2 separate regions of the Sus scrofa genome follow, and region 2 is linked to region 1. Evidence: chromatin contacts called from public Hi-C data. All regions are on one chromosome and are shown on one strand. Each heading gives the region's core, a stretch centred on a gene start, on an enhancer-like site or on the middle of the called end of the contact. The rest is flanking DNA. Distances are from core to core; before and after follow the strand shown. Region 1 holds the start of SPAG6 (sperm associated antigen 6). Region 2 has its middle 21 kb from the start of TRNAN-GUU.

What was found. A called contact is a pair of places that touch in the nucleus more often than the background predicts.
Region 2: a Hi-C map of epiblast stem cells shows a contact between it and region 1, with 1.6 times the contacts expected there. The contact joins the enhancer-like site here to the promoter of SPAG6 in region 1. A contact is called at or near these places in 2 of 5 promoter capture datasets (fetal liver and liver), 2 of 47 Hi-C or Micro-C datasets (epiblast stem cells and fetal liver) and 1 of 2 datasets of contacts at active chromatin or transcription factors (alveolar macrophages).

What each region holds. Positions count from the first base shown.
Region 1 is chr10:52,568,254-52,573,610 of Sscrofa11.1, forward strand. It overlaps SPAG6 (sperm associated antigen 6), which reads right to left and starts at 3,724. Exons shown (of 11, transcript NM_001159312.1): 1 at 3,556-3,724; 2 at 3,376-3,471. The coding sequence starts at 3,580.
Region 2 is chr10:52,652,779-52,658,360 of Sscrofa11.1, forward strand. No RefSeq gene overlaps it. Among named protein-coding and RNA genes, the nearest start is that of TRNAN-GUU, 21 kb to the right of the region's middle. Within about 2 kb of position 2,828, at least 65 of the 83 cell types and tissues checked have an H3K27ac peak or open chromatin away from gene starts, as enhancers often do. A contact at or near this core is called in alveolar macrophages, epiblast stem cells, fetal liver and 1 more, where this site is marked.

The sequences.
Region 1 (5,357 bases), core at 2,474-4,973:
CCAAATTAGTTGCATAAAGTGTCAGTCAAACTTTTCTATTCCTACACTTCTGAAAATGAACTGAAAACAACTGATTTTCCATGTTTATTGTTTGGCTATAGGTTATAAGAAATACATTACAAAGTATTATTTTAAACTTTATCCCCACTTTTCTTATATAAAAAGCTGCTTCAGAGGTTTATGTGGCTAGGCAGTTTTAAAATCATGTTCTTGGAGCTTTTATTAGCTTATTTTAAAAACCTCCAAAACAACCTAAGAGTGGCCTGGTACTCCAATATACTAGAAAACACCTTTCTTATATTTTATAACAATCACCTGCAATTGCTGAAATTCCACAGTTGGTACAAGTAATGATGTATTATCTCTACCACTGCAGTCATATGTTACTAATTATTCAAAGAAAGGAAGTATCCAAATTCATCTTTAAATAGCTGCAAGACATGGCTCAAACACATAGAGTCTGAGGATGCATAAAGAGATTTTATAACAAACATGAAACTTTTTAATGTTATCATGTATATTCTTTTGATTTAGAAGAAACGAACTCTCAATGAGAAAAAAACAACTTAGGTTACAGATACATTGCACACAGCTCTTTCTAGTAACAATTTTGATTAGAACTCACTTATTTTTGTCCAAATACACTGAAGAAGATAATTTGCAACACTTTGTTTTTGCTTTAAATTATGTTGGACATATTTAATAAAGTAAAAACTGTCATTAGCACATCAAAAACACAATGAAAAAGATCAGAGATTTTAAATTGAAATAAAATTCCGTTGATAATTTTCATCTTTAAGATTCCTTCCACACTGAATTTAAAAATTCCTAACAAGTGAACTACTGATTTATCATGATGTCTATATGGAATTTTTTTTACATTATTTTGGACCCATGATACATATTTATTTAAATAGTTTATTAGGGGAGAAAAGTATGAAAATAAAACAAAACCCTTCAAGGTATATGGACAGTTATGTCAAAGTCAGGAATAAAATGTATTGGTATCTTATACTACCAAAATGAAGTCATTTAAAAAAAAAGCTTGATTAAAATATATAATATATGTACACACATTAGGCTCATTCAAAAGCATTTTTAAATCCATGGTGATTTAAAAAAAATAATAAACCATATGAGTGGTTAAATTGACTATTAACAGAAGGTTTCATAACAAAGCTTACAGGTTTTTTTTTAATTAAAAGAATAATATATTGAAATATTCTCTCTATTTAAAGTTATGAAAAGGGTGCTCAAGTTGAACTTAAATAACATCAAATATGTCAAAATAAGTTCCTCGGGGAAAAGGAAAATATTACAATTTGATCAAGATATGAGTCAAGTGCAGACAATTTCAAAACATTAAGTTATATACCTTTTCTTTCCCATTCCTTCATAATCCAGACAAACTGGAAATAGGTGGCTATTTAAGAATGTCATATCTAAATCACTTATACTTTGATGATGACTTAGCCTGTTTGGATTGATTAAATTCTATAATATATTCTACATTGTACACCTATGGGAAGAGATAATTTGTCACTATTACACTAAAACATGATATTCTGTATTTTAAGTTTTATCTGTATGTTTTATTTTAGTATCAAATTTCTAAAAGAACACCAATTTCCCTTTTTTTTAAAAAAACATGTTTTATTTTAACTGTATATATACCGTCCAGAAAATTAAATATTTATAAATAGCAAGAGTCCATTCACAAAGACCATTGAGCAGGACAGAAAGGGGAAAAAAATCTAAAAAATAAGTGCATTCAAAAAATGTAATACTTACTAATAAAGTTTAAATAGTGTATGTAAAACACTGTGTGTCAGCACTCTTCTGGGAACTTTGAGCATACAGGCATGCACACAAGCGCACACACACAACACACACACATGCAGAAGAAAACTAATCCATGTGAAACAACTGTAGAACAAAAGATAATCAACTTTGAAAATTTCAAAATGGAGAACAGATTAGTGGCTGCCCAGGGTTAGGGACAAGAAAGAAGTAGGTGTGCTTATAAAAAGATATCACAAGGGATCTTTGTGGTGATAAAAGTATCTTGACTACAGTGGTGATGGGTATGCAACAATACAAAATTGTATAGAAATAAACACACACACACTTAAAGTACAAGTAAAAGTGGGGAAAACAAAAAACTGATGGATTTTTATCAATGTCAATATTCTGGTTGTGATATCATACTACAGTTTTGAGGTACATGAGATCTCTTTCTTATTTCTTACCACTGCATGTGAATCTACAATTATCTCAAAATTAAGTTTCTGAAATGATTATAAAATACTTTGTTTTAAATATACCCCCCAAATAAAAATATGCAGTGAATACACACCAGAATCCCTCCCAGTGACAAAAGAAATTACCATCTAGGCACAGTAATAATTCCCCTTAAAGAAACCCAGAAAAAACATTATGTCTAAACATTCCTGCCCTGAAAATATGTTCTTAATTTTCTTCTAATTTCACATTCATTTACATGAGTTTTAAAGATCACGTCCTATAAATTGAAGATTTGTCATGACACAGCGATAAAATACTACCTTCAGATGGTGGTGGAATCTGGAGAGACAGACAAGAGGTGGGGGGGTTCCACCATCATCTTCTCTGTTTATGTTAAAAGATAACAAACAAAACACAAAAACACATACACATACACTCTTCCTCTCCCTATAGAGTCTACATGACTATGAACTGAGAGGAGGAATAACAGCACCATAAGGATTTCTCAAAGCTAGGTCTCAGCCTACTTTGAACATCTTGGAAAATATACTCAAGCATATCTTTGCTCTTTCACTAATGCAAGGCGAGAAATAACGTGTCAACCACCCTGAAATTCCTTTAGGGTGACAAAGTCAAGTCAAAGGTGATTAAAGGCAGGGCATTAGGATAAAACGGATCTGATTAGGATAGATTCGCATTCACGCAAAATAACTTCCAGGCAATTCTTAAGGTCTTGACTTTCTGATATTTGCCTGGTTGCGATAAAGAAGGAAATAGGGGCGTCGGCCCCCCTCTCACACCAATCTGGAAACTACATCCGCAAAGATCCGCTAAAGAGACCAAACACTTCTACAGCCTCTGAGGTGGACTGGAGGAATTTAGGGACGCCGATTCTCCCATCCCCATCCTTCCGCTCCGCAACATCTCAGCCGGCAGGGGAGCCGGGCGACGGGAACCAGGGTCTAGGCTAGGCCAGGGGGCACTGGGAGACGAGGAGCCAGGGATACAGGGTGAGGGAGCCCGGGGTGACTAGGGGCTGGATGTGCGGGGCGAAGCCGAGGGACCCAGGGATGCGGGGCGACCGGCGAGGCCAGGGGCGCGGAGCAACGCGGGTTCGGGGTGAGGGCTCACCGGCATTCTGCAGCGTCTCGATGTTCTGGGGTCTGGTCGCCAGCTCTGCCACCATCTGCACGAACTGGGTCCGCGCTTTCTGATACTGCTCAAACACTGCGGGGAGAGACACGCTGGAGCGCGCCGCCGCCCGCTGTCCCCCGGGGACCCGCCGCCACCCGTCGGGGCGCCCGGGCCTACCTTGCAGCACTTGCCTCTGACTCATGGCGCCCGCGGTTCGGCGCCGGCCACCGGCTCGGCGGTGACGCGGGTCGTCTGCTCCCGGCCTGTGACTTCGCGGAGGGGGCGACCGCGGCGACCACTCGGCCTCCGACGGGAGCCGGTTCTCTCTGTGTACCCGCGTCTCCGGGCAACCGACCGGAACCGGAACGCGGCCGTTTCGCGGCAACGGCAGGTCCGGGCGTGACGTCACGGCGCGGTGCCCTCGAGCCCCGAGCCGTCGGCAGCCAGGATGGGACTCTGCGTGCCGGGCTCCCATACGTGCGGCACTCGCCCGGCCAGAGCGGGAGCCGCGCGCCGTCGAGGGTCACCACCCTGAAGGTACAGGCATCCGCCTGGAGGTCGGGAGCTTCAAAACCCAACCCAGACCCGCGTAGTTTCCTGACTGCGGCAGGTCCGGGGGGAGCCCCGCGCGCCCAGAAAACCCGGTTCAAGTGCGCGAGACAGCAAAGTGCGGCGATGGAGTCACCTAGGCTTTGATAGTGGAGAAAAATCCCACATGTGACATTGTGTAATCTGAGAAATACATTACTGTCAGTGCAAATTGAAAACCAAATATTTCCCCCTTTAGTCCAGCTTTTATATACCTGGCATTTCAGGCTTCAGGATTCCTGGAGGGTCAAGACAAGTACGTTCATACTATATGAATTAGTTCATAATTATGCTCTATGGATAGCATTTAATCGGAACTCACAGAGAATCAGTGAGAAAAGTAGATAAGTAAACAGTATGATAAGTCTCCTATCTTCCATTACTTTCTCCAATTACTATTAACTTTGCTGTTTCCTCACTTTTAGATGATTTTTAAACATTTAGTCTTTGTCTTTTAAATTTAGGCTTCGTTTTTTTTTCCCCCCGTGAAGGACATTTCCAAAAGAAAGGGAGAGGGAATCTTTACCTGCAAAGTCTTGATTCACATTATCTTAGCCAGACTTCCCTAGCTTACATGACTTTAACTCCAGACTACTTGACTTTTGTTCAAAGAAGCTGGGTCTATCATTGGTTTCCAGCTTGTCTGAAAACTGTATACCCCATGTTTCAATGACAGGTGTCAACCTTAAACGTTTCTCCATCAGAAATTGTTTCATCAGGTGTCAAATTGGCAGCTAGTCACAGCTGCTGCTGAGTAGTGCCAAGACAGTGAAGCTCTTGATATCTCTTCTTTAATAGAAAGGATCATACATACTTAGCTGGTTCTCATATTTGGGGTGAGTCCTATATAATAATCTTTGAAATCTCATTCTCATGTGAGCTCTCTGGACATTGTAATTTGTGAAGCCCCAAATAGTTGTGGAATGGACCAACAACCAGAGAGAGGAATAAGTATGCTCAGCTGGGTCCCTGCTACCCCCAGAACAGGTGCATGTGTTTGCTCTGCAACTTAGAAACCAATGATAGCCACAATCTTTTACCTAACTCTGAAGCATAGTTTCACAGTGATAACCACATTTCCCTAAGGAAGCATGTCCTTTAAAATTAAAGCTTTTGTGTGTCCCAATTTAGGGATGTGGGGGGAATAGATTGGACAAATAATTAAAACTGCAAATAAACCTTCATTGTAATTTTGTTTTCAGTTCCTTGTTGCATTTTGAAAAAAGAAATCCCCTTAAAACTAAAAGGTTCCATATTTGGTTTTAGTCCTTAAACAATTCAAACTCCTAAGCTACTACAGCTGCCATTTTTAGTAATTGTTTTTAGTATGTATTTTCTACTTTCAAAGTGTGGAGACAAGAGCTCAATAGTGAAAAAGTCTAAACCTATAA
Region 2 (5,582 bases), core at 1,578-4,077, 84 kb after region 1:
GACTTTTGAAATTTGAGGTATTCATAAAACAAATAAGGAACATTTAAAATACGCTTAGTAAAACATATTTCAGTGGGTTGAAGCAATTATGACTTATGATGTAATAAAGCAGTCAATTCTAAACATAAAGTGTCTTAAAAGTATTCAATAAATTACCAATATTAAGATTTGAAAGACAAAGAGATCCATATAGGTCATGTTAAAAAGAATAATGTAGTTTTGTAGAAACTATATTTTAAGTTGACTATCATATATCAGACATTTCTGATTTAGTTTTTTGTATTCCTGAGGAGTATCTTGCCAAAAACTTGCTGCGAAGGTAATTTATAGTAACTATCTCTTAAGATGGCTTTTGAATGAAACACAAGAGTTCTACTTAAAACCTTTTAAGATAATGATTTTGTGCCTTCTTTTACAGGCTAAATGTATCAAATAGAGATGCTTTTCTTTTTGAATTGCGTATTATCCTGCACTATTTAACAAAGAAATGCTGGAAATGGGGTATATTAGGGTGGTGAGCTTTGTTCTAGATTAGAAAATTAACCAGGACAGGGACTTATGAAAAGAAACCCAAGTTTTTCTTTAGAGTTTAATAAATGCTTTGCAATGTTAAAAAAAAAAAAAAAAAAAAAAGTAGGCCTTAATGCCTAATCAGTTGTATTCAGGGGCTAGATTTAAGAGTGAAGACAGTACCTACCAACTACAACTTCCAACTTTTATTTCTGAAGGAAGTGATCCTTGAGAGAGGAAAAAGTTACTACTTTTAAGTTTTATTTGCCCTTGTATTTGGCTGCCATAAAATGTCCTTTTCTAAGTGACTTGAGTATCTACTTTAAAAGAGAAAAATTATGATTAAGTTAAAAGAAACCTGGTGAGTTCTACATAAGTTTTGCCGTAAAAGAGAGAAGCACAAAAGACTGCTGAACATAGCCAAGAAACATAATATGAGATTTATGAACACTGCTCAATTTAAAATTTCATACATTGTCAAATGACGTCTATTCCAGAAGGTGAATATTTGAATTTAAAAAACCTGCTACAATCCTTTTTATCTGTTTCAGAAACTGAAGATGCAGTGTTATTTGTCAACTAGGCCTTATAGCTTGTCACTATTTTTTACTTCTTAATTTTGTGTAATATTGTAAAACCATCACAGATAGCTCTCTGAATTTGAAATTTTGATTTTAGCACTGATCTCCTTGTCTTTCAAAATCTCTCTCTCTCTCTCACACACACACACACACACACACACACACACACACACGGAGAAGATCCACTTAACTAAAGATGTGAAGACTAAAGTTTGAGCTTAGCCAGGGAGCTTTCTCTTAGGGAAAACAGTTTAATCCGAAAGTAATTTGAAACCTGTGTTTTAATGCAACTTTTCCTATAGAAGAATACAAGAAATCTGGGTTTTCTGCCATTTGGGCAAGATGTGTTTTCCTTGTGGAAATCTGTAGTCTGAAAAACTATTTATATAAAGGATCAACAGTTGGAAATAACCTAAATGTTACTTCAAAATTTAAAGGCAAATTAATACAGCAGCAGTGATAAAATAGCCGGGTTATAAGGTGCACGGCAGAGCCGCAGGTGGGCCTGCGCGTGCGTGGCTGGCGCAGTGAGTGGATCGGAAGGTTGTGCCGCCTGCGTCAGAGGAGCGTCTAAGGCACCAAGTTTAGGTGGCGCGTCTGCTTTTTTTGCGAGGTCTGAGAGATTCGAGCACTCCGGGGGCCGGTAGCACGCACAGTGCTCTGTGGTTAGAGGTGACCATGATAGGAGGACGCAGTGACCCAGGGCGCATAGAAGTGAGGACTCTTCTTGGTGCAAAACCAGGGAAGCGCTGACTGAGACGCCCCGGGACCTTGTGCGGTTTGGTTATCATTGCGGTGATCCCGGGTCGCCACATCCAAGGGCTCCGCTCTACCGGCCTGTAGACTCTGTCACTTCCAGCCTCAAGTCACCACACCCCTACAGGGGGAGGAAGGAGGGCCGGGGAAGCAGGAGTCGGCGGTCCTGGCCCATGTTGCCCGGCGGCGAGGAACCCGACGGCGGGTCGGCGGGTCTGGCCGCGGTGCCTCTTTGGCGGCGGCCGCCCCGCACAAGTCCGTGCCGGGAGCTGGGCAGAGACCGGCCGCCGCCCCAGACGCATGGCCTCCCTGCCTGGTGTGCCCCCACTCCTCCTCCCCAGAGGTTCGGGGGCCGCGGATGCCATGAACCTAGCGGTGGGGATGCGGGCGCCGGCAACCCCGGACTCCTCTAGCGCCGGAGATAACATCACTTGGAGCGGAGGACAAAGTCAAGTGCAAGTGAAGAAAAAAGGGGAGGGGTACGAAATAAATGTACCCAGGGCGCAGTTGGACACTGTTACAATGGACCCACTATAAGTAGACGGAAACTAACAGTTGGGGGGTCGGGGGTGAGAAAGCCTGACTTTGTTTCCTGAACTGCCTCCAGTTGCCCCAGAACTTAACCCCAAAGACGCTTCGAGACACCGCCCGCACCGAAAAATCCCTGGGACTTGCACCCCGCAGACCGGCGTCCGGTGCCGCCTCCCGGCCGGGCGCCCCGAGGCTGGCATTGTCCCGTCCTTCCCTCCGGGCCCTACTGGGGCTCCCAGCCGAGCCCGACCTTGGCCGTTCTTCCGGCAGCTGGGAGAGGCCTGGCGGCCTGGGCCCGGCGCCGCGTTGGGCAGCCGGGCTCTGTGTTGGCTGGGGACGCAGCCCCGGCGCGAGCGCGCGAACGAGGCCGCGCCGTCCCCGCTGCCCGGCGCAGGTGGAGGTGCTAGACAGGCCGCCCGCCCCGGGGCGGAATGCGGGCTGGGCCCCCAGCCACCCTCGGAAGGTCTATTTTCAGGCGCCCCTCCCCACACCCCCATCCCTGGCGTGCGTCCTCCCTTCCTCTCCGCCCGTGCCGTTGGTCTTTTTCGGTTTCTTTCCTCGACGCTTCCCGATTCCCCCAGCCCTTCGCCGCACGCGCCCACCACCCGCCCCGCAGGCGGAACTGGAGGGCTCTGCGGGGCCAGGGGGTCGCCGCCGGTCCGGGCGCCGCATCTCCTCCCGGCCGGGGACCGAGGGGGAGGCCGCAGAGCCGCCGGGAGCGGCGGGGGCGGGAGGTGCGCGGAACGTCCAGGCCGGGGAGGGGGCCGCGCCAGCGCCGGGGCTCTGCGTCCCTCCCCATCTGTCGGACCAAAGCTGCTGAAACTGCAGAAATGCGCTGGCGCCCATCCACCGGCTGCAAACAAAACCAAACAAAACGCGGCGAAAGGAAAAGCGAAATGGCGCTGCTGAAAATGGAGCCTCAGCCTTTGAACGTCTTTCTTTCCTCCTCTTAGTTCGTCTAGTTGATGTTTCCAGTCCTTCCACGCCCCCCCTCCTCGGCTTTCCTCCACGTAATCTCTACCCCATCACCCCTTTGCTTTTCTATTGACAACCTCCTTCCCCCGCTTTCCAGTCTTTTCTTTCCCCTCTCGGTTCCTCCTTCTCCATTTTGTGTCACAGGCGCTTCTCTTCTCAGTTCCCTTTCTGGGCTCGCACTCCCCCGCCCGTCTCACTGGCTGTTTTCGGCGTGTCGAGAGCGAAGGTGGTAGGGACGGCGGGGCTAGGTAACGAGTTGGTTTGGTAGAGACAGGTTTTATTTAGAACCCAAACATCTCCTCTAATTAGTCGTGCCCTCGCCCCGCGCCTTCGCCCCCCGCGGCTCTGCGCCCAGACTCGCGCGGCGGCGCCGTCTCAGCAGCCGGGCGTCATCGCCCCGGAGGAGGCTCGGGGCTTACGCAGAAGTAAATACCTTTTAAAAAAGATCTTTTAAGCTGAGAATATCGCTTTTGCAGCGTCCGTGGGGGGGTGGCATAATTTGGATAGGTGGGTTTCATTTTCCCGAGGGACTTCTGAGGACCATTTTAAGAGAAGCGTGCAGAGAAAACAGCAATGTTAAGTGTTTTTTCTTTTTTTGTTTCTTGTTTTTCTAGAGGGAACCCCAAGCACTGTGATAACTTATGTTTTTAAGGCCAAGCTTTTTTGAAAATTACCTTTTCTTTACACGCATAGTTGACTTTGATCCTAAAAAAAAAAAAAAAGAAAAAAAAAAAAAAGGATGAACTCTTTCAAGAGACCGATGCTTTCGAATACATAACGCCCCCCAAATTGTGGGTTCTCGGATAGTTTCTGTAGACGCAGTATGATTTTGAAGTTCAAGGTCTCTAAGCGCTGCTCAGTGAGACAAGGAGAAATAGGTTGTTGCTACATTAAAGATAAAGCAGAGGGTGCTTTTCCTGATAGTGCCCAATCTTGGTAATAGAGTTTGGGTTTTGCTTTTTCCGGGGGGAGGGGGGGAGGGGGGAGAGGGGCTGGGCACAATCTGCCTGGGTTCTATTCAGGAACCAGCTGATAGAAGCTATTTCAAGTGAAGGGCTTCAGTCAATACAGATCTGAAAACACTGACATCATTTTCTGATCTAAGTGCTTCTTTTAGTTATGGTAAAAAGGTTGTCCTTTGTACCATATTTGAAAATAAAATGATTTTGCTTCCCTATATAGTGATTACTAACTACATTTCATTTTATTCACATTCCCCAGTGCATTCTTATACCTTCTGGCTAGCTTTACCTCCTCTGTGATCTGTCAAAACCATAACCTCCAGGAAAAAAAAAAAAAAATACAATGCTCATCCCTTATGTAATTCTCATGCTCCTGGAATTATTTGAAAAGGTCAAACTTTTATAAGGGAACTCTTTTAAAAATGTCTCAGCATAGCATTCTTTGAAAGAATCTTAGAATGTTTCTTTTTAAAAAGTTACCTTCTGGAGTTTTCATTAATTGTTTGGATTAAAGTTAGGTTATGACCACATCTAACTTGTAAACTATTTCTTTATGAAAGAAAGGAGAAAGGAAGTAGGTAGTGGCAAGAACTAAACCAGTGGAACTAGGCCTTATTCAGAGCCTAAATCTGGGAGTTGGTACCTTCACAATATGCTTATCAAATTGAATTTGGCATATGGTCTCCTCTGACTCAAATAAATGACTTTGTGCCTTTTAAAAATAGGTTTTTAATCCAAGCTCCTACTTCTTTGTTATGCTTTTCTCCTGGAAGATGAACAAAGAAAATGAATCTCACTGGAAGGGAGGGTAGATTCCCCCACCCAAGCTTTCTAAAAATGGGCAAAATTAGAAAGTTATTAGTACCCTTCAGTTTAATTGGAATGACTCAGTATTTCTACCAAGTTAATCCTATTAAGATGTATCTCCTGGTCAAAGGGGATAAATTAAGGCACAACTCAGTTCATTTTAAATGAACGATATTGTATATACTCTAAGCAATGGATGCTAGGAAAAAAGTGTTTATTCATATATATCTGCACGTATATGTGTGTATATATCGATATATCTATATAGAAAGGAGGGAGAGGAACTAGTAATGTTCAAATCCCACTTAGGTAAAGAACTGGGGAGGAGGATACACATCAGACACAGGTATCTGATGTTGAAGAGTTTACAGATTATAGGGAGGAATTAATTCTTCCTTTACTTTTCTCCTTTATTTAAAAAAAACATTCATGTGGGAGAAAAAAAAATTAGATCTCTAAC